Regions from separate parts of the Zea mays genome. Here region 1 is linked to region 2. A link is a contact called in public Hi-C data. All regions are on one chromosome and are shown on one strand. Each heading gives the region's core, a stretch centred on a gene start, on an enhancer-like site or on the middle of the called end of the contact. The rest is flanking DNA. Distances are from core to core; before and after follow the strand shown. Region 1 has its middle 34 kb from the start of LOC100501416. Region 2 holds the start of LOC100285101 (OB-fold nucleic acid binding domain containing protein).

The links. Hi-C and Micro-C count contacts between places; a contact is called where the count stands out from the background.
Region 1: a contact with region 2 is called in a Hi-C map of leaf, with 6 times the contacts expected there. The contact joins the enhancer-like site here to the promoter of LOC100285101 in region 2. A contact is called at or near these places in 4 of 25 Hi-C or Micro-C datasets (leaf and seedling).

The regions. Positions count from the first base shown.
Region 1 is chr9:133,431,280-133,433,979 of Zm-B73-REFERENCE-NAM-5.0, reverse strand. No RefSeq gene overlaps it. Among protein-coding and RNA genes, the nearest start is that of LOC100501416, 34 kb to the left of the region's middle. Within about 2 kb of position 1,404, at least 17 of the 20 cell types and tissues checked have an H3K27ac peak or open chromatin away from gene starts, as enhancers often do. A contact at or near this core is called in leaf and seedling, where this site is marked.
Region 2 is chr9:133,316,883-133,319,582 of Zm-B73-REFERENCE-NAM-5.0, reverse strand. It overlaps LOC100285101 (OB-fold nucleic acid binding domain containing protein), which reads right to left and starts at 1,344. Exons shown (of 2, transcript NM_001157996.2): 1 at 1,224-1,344; 2 at 200-895. The coding sequence starts at 894. The coding sequence ends at 397. LOC100282570 (peptidyl-prolyl isomerase PASTICCINO1) reads left to right here and starts at 1,551. Exons shown (of 20, transcript NM_001155478.2): 1 at 1,551-1,894; 2 at 2,069-2,153; 3 at 2,677-2,700. The coding sequence starts at 1,809.

The DNA.
Region 1 (2,700 bases), core at 155-2,654, 110 kb before region 2:
CACGAACCACCTGTTATCGGGAGCATCAGCTTCGGAGCCGAAGCAGCTCCAGCTCGATCGTTGAACGAAGCCATCAGCTCAAAAAAGTGGAAGTGAGTTCACCGGAGGTGGGCGCCAATGTTGGGAACTTGTTCTCAAATGCTATGAATTAAGAACAAGGCAACATAAAATGTTAAATGTTAATGTTCTTCGTCCAACGAAACATTATTCCCTTGGGGATAATGGGCTTTGGACGAAGGTTGATAGCAATATAATTACGAAGGTCATATCTTCGTAATTGAATTCTAAGAGATGACATAAAATATAGAACATCAAAGGTAAATGAATCATAAATAAACCATATTTTATCCATTCATTATATTTAAGTGTTGAATACAATTATACCTCTGCCTTGGCAAAGATTGATTCCCGAGTGATGCGATAGCAAATACCGGAAAAATCGTGAACAGTAAAGAAATACTGTTCACTATTTATAGACACAGGACCCAGCCTGTGAAGAATTACAATCATACCCCTCATAAAAGTTTACAACAATGACTCGAACTCTTATGGGCTAAAGAGTCATTCTATCTTTAAGTCGGTTTGCATTTCCGAAGCTTCATGAACTGCATCCTTCGGTATCTCGTACAAACAGCTTCAGCCGAAGTTGCTTCTTCCTGCATGACCTTCGGCAACGAAGCATGGTCTCAACAGCTAGCTTTAGATGGCGACTCTCATCACCTATATCTCAGATTGTACGTTGTGGACTACAAATACATGAACTTGCCGGGCAAAATGCTAACCATATATGGCTAGCTTCGCGGCTAAGGATATAGTGTATATGTCTAGCGCTAGTCAACACGATGTCTAAAAGGTACCTTTTCAGGCTTTGCCATCGATCACCCATCCACATATTTACACCTTTATTGCCTCCCATCCTACTTTATTGCTATATAAAGGGCACCATATATATGTCCCTCCTCCGAGCAGCAACGCCATCATCTGTCCATCTATACACATCGATCGCACACCATGAACAAGAACGAACGAACAAAAGCGGTTCAGACTTTTGGGCAAAAGCCTTATTGTCTGGTGACTCGGGTGTGTGTGCATGCCTAGGCTGGGCTGCTGCCTCTTGTCGTCGTATGGTAGCTCTCCTTGCAACTGCACCAGAGCGTTGAAGAGTACTGCCATCTCTCTAAAGCTACCTCTACCTGTGAAGCAGTGTCAATGAACAAGCTAGCTGCGAAAGAAGGCTGCTGTGCTGTCCCTGTCTGTCTTTACAAACAGATGAACGGAAAGAAATAAGACGTTCTCAAGTCATGTGTGATGAAATAGACGTTGTTGCTCTAGCAGGCCGAATGCTGGGGGTGGGGGGATTAGAACCTGTGGGCTCATGCCCATAACAGCCCAAGAACTTCGTGATGGAACTAGGCGTCCTGTTGGTAGTATGTAGCTGGGCTTTCCTAATCGCGTGGGCTGACCCACATGAGGATCGGCCCAAATAAACAAGTAGTGAAAAATTGTGTGTCCAAAACGTTGGAACCCGGTGCATATGCATTTGGACACTTTAAAAGCCTCATCACACACACTTAGGGCTGATTTGATGACAAGGGGATTACAGGGGGTTAGAGGGGATTGAGGGAGAAATTAGTTCATTTCCCCCTCAATCCCCTCCAACCCCCGTGATCCCCTTGTCACTAAATCAACCCTTAGGAGATGGTTAGTCCACTAGATGTCCCAATTGCCAAACCAAGCATAGGGCTTTCAAGGTTCCACAATGGCATCATCAGCATCCATGTATTATCTCCCTTTCATGTGCCCAATGCTAGCCACCCATGGCTTGGGACCATCCTCAACCTTTTGATCCTTTGGTTCAAGCATTTCTGTCTGTCCTTCACCACCCTTGGCCCACGAGATTGCATAGACTTTACCGAAAGTTTTAAACATGGAAATAAAGATCAGCGTATCATGCACAGAGAATCAAAATGGTAGCACATGAAACATAGATTTATACTAGTTTTAGGTACTCCCTACCTCACCTTATATACTTCAAGGGGTAGGGTTACATAGATATCAAACGGATTATGGATATGCTTCCTAGTTGATCACATGGAAATCATAACATAATGGCTATTATATATTGTAGAAGTTGGCGCCCAAGCTTCTTGAACTAGGTTGCATGGACATAAAGTCTAGTGAGGTACCCTAGTTCGGTTGGGCCTTGTCTTTGCTAGCCTTGGCCCACCCTAATGGTTATGGGCCAATATTCTACGCGGTGAGGGATCACCTACAGTAGCCCCTAAAGGACATCAATGTTAAGGCAATCGAATGACTTTATCCTTTGAGTGTGGATCTTGACATTCTACATACTAGTGCTTTTAAAGGGTTGATAAGACTATCTCCAACAGCTTATCCATCCTCATCCCCATATTCAAACTCTACTCTACAAATAGTGTAGTCTACAATGCAAAATAGTGTTTCGGGTGACCATATGAGTGAACTACTGGGAACGGTATAACAAAGTTTTATGTACTGATGGCTTGGTCCTCCAAGCGCCTTCATGTAACCGCACCCTTTAGCCCTCCAAGTATTGTACATCATTAAGTCCAGTTGAAAACATCTAGTCCCCTAGTTGGGTTTCTATGGTTAATGATTACACTAGATTATTGTGACTAATGTGTGTTTTGTGGGGGCAATATAAGTTAGGTCATGATAATG
Region 2 (2,700 bases), core at 95-2,594:
TCCGTTCAAGTCCATGCATAATTTGCCCGGCATGCTTGCTTACACGTCCATGCTAGAACCTACATGCTCCATGCGAGCACACAAGCGCGGTAGCAGCGTTTTCGTATGGGTTACATAAACAAAACACTATATCGTTTCATATAGATTTTAATACTTGAGCATTTCCTATGCAGCCCGTGAGCATGGGATAATTTTTTTAGTAGGAAAAGAAGAGACACTAAATACATTTTGCCACTTTTACAGGGGTGAGTGGCATATAAAATACCATATCAATAACATGTGATTAAGTGGTTTTCGTAAAGATGGCAAAGAATTAAGAGCCCCCCTTAGAAGAGATTGTCTCCAGCAAGTGCAGAGATAGATAAACTCGTACAAACTACACATGGTAAACCCCATTCAAGTGCGACCTTGAGCAGAACGTGGTGGCAGATCATAGCACTCCTTGGCCAGGCGGACACACTGCAACCAATGCAGCACCTCCGAATTCGGGTCCTTCTCCGGAACCACATCTCTAACAGTAATCTGGATCGCACCACGATACGAGGCGATCTTCCCTCGCACCCTCAAGAGGGTGCCTAGACGCACCTCCTCTGACATTTTCAGCGCCATCTCTGCAGTAGGATCATGGTCTGACGATGGCCCAGAGGACGTCCTAGCATTCAAGTACTGGTGGTTCAGCCACAGGATGCACGGCACACACCCAGTGCCGTCGTCGACCAGGAAGCGGAGGAACTTCTCCCTGCGGTCACGCGAGACGACGACTCCGACGAGCTCCGCACGCGCAACCCTACGGCCGCAGCGGAGGAACGTCGTCGGAGAGGTGTGCCGTACGGTTAAGGAGAGAAGGTCCGCGGCGAGAATCTTGACGTGCACGAGATGGAGAGGTTGGTCCATTCTGCCAGTTTCAGGAGAGAGATGTTACAGCCTTACACACAGGAGCTCCGATGCTGTTTACAAACAGGATGAACACAGACCGCCTGCATTGATGACTGCTCATCCAAATCACAGGGAACAATATGCACTGCTGATTCCCATTTCCTATCGAATGCCAAAGTAGATAGCTACCATCGGCCTGTATCAATCCACGCGGTTTCGGTTTGATTCGGTCGGCCCTTCCTTCGAACAGCTAAGTGCAGTTCAAAATCCCCCCCGAACCACCATAGCCCCATAAAACATAAAATAAACTGCCGACAGAGAAGAGCCAACGAAGGATGAATCCTTACTCAGAATTACACGAGAGGCGGAAGCGATGGAGCGGGAAGGGCTTAGCATCGACGCCGGACCGCCGCGCGCACGAGAGGCGCGGTGGCGACCGGGAGCTTGGTGAAGACGCAGCACGCGGACGCAGCGCCGGCGAGTTGGCGGCCGCTAATAAGGAGCGCCTGAGCGAGACGTGCAAGTGCAACGGCCCATCTGAGATAACGGCCTGGGCATATGGCAGCCTGCTCGCAGCCCAATGGAGCCACAGCCCATTGAAACACGAGGCCCAAGTCAAAGGAAGGTACCAGCGACATGCTTTCGTTGGACTCTCCGCCGGGCGCCGGAGAGGCGGGGACCGGCGAGTCCACCATCCCATTCCCGTACCACCCGCTTCTTCCAACTCCAACTCTCCAAGGCGCTGTGCTGGCTGCTGGCCTGCTGCTACCGACTGCCGCAACTGCTCCGCATCCCGGCCTTGATTAGCAGCAGTTACGCCCGCGCAGGACAGCGGCCTTGATTAGCGAAGTATTCCTTTGCCCTACCTCTCTCCCTACCCCGTTCCGACGCGGCGGCCGTTGAGCACCTGCCCGGAAGCTATAGCTTCGGCCATGGCCCAAGATGCCGGCGACGGCGGTGGGGAACTCCCGCCGCCCGTAAAGAAGAAGTCACCGGCGGAGGAGGAGGCCGAGAAGAGGTCAGTCCCAGTTCGCCCCCTCGGGGTTCCGAAGCATGCAGGGTCGAATTGCGGGACTTAGTATTTGTTTCCATTATTAATCCGGCTGTAGAATTTTGCAATTCAGACATTCCTTTCGTTCGTTGAACTACTGCTGCTTGCTTGTGATCACGCCATGTTTCTGTTGCACTGCAGGAGGAAGAAGCTTACACCTGGGAGCTTAATGAAGGGCATTATACGGTCTGGGAGCGGTGATGCCACCCCTGCAGAGGGCGATCAGGTTGAAAGGACTGCCTGCCCTCTCTGCCTTCATATATCGTGCAATGAAATTGTGGAAGTGCATACAATCAGGAACGTGTGTTTCCCTCTGCAGCCGAACCACTGTTTGATGTTGATTGATGAGCAAGGACGTTTGGAACTTTAGTTGTACTTGATCGAGTAAATCATCCAACAATTTGTGTAATTGGCTATTGGTTCTTACATAGAATGACCCTATTTGTGGCACAAGTTTTTGGTGTAATGCCGAGATCATCCATTAACTGACATTTTCTATTGTGTCCTGTAAATACACATTAACAGAACTTATCCTAATGGTCAAATGAAACTCTTGTGTTGGATTGTTCATACATACTACATATAGCACATATTCCTTTTTTTTTCAGGACTACACATTTTACACTGTTGATGGCAGCACTTTTTGCTGACCCTCATAATGGCTTTTGCACAGTCCTGTTTTTATTACTGTGGACATGAGGAATTTTAGATGGTCAGATTAAATATATCTCATTGTAATAATTGTGCAGGTTATACTTCATTGCACTACTCGG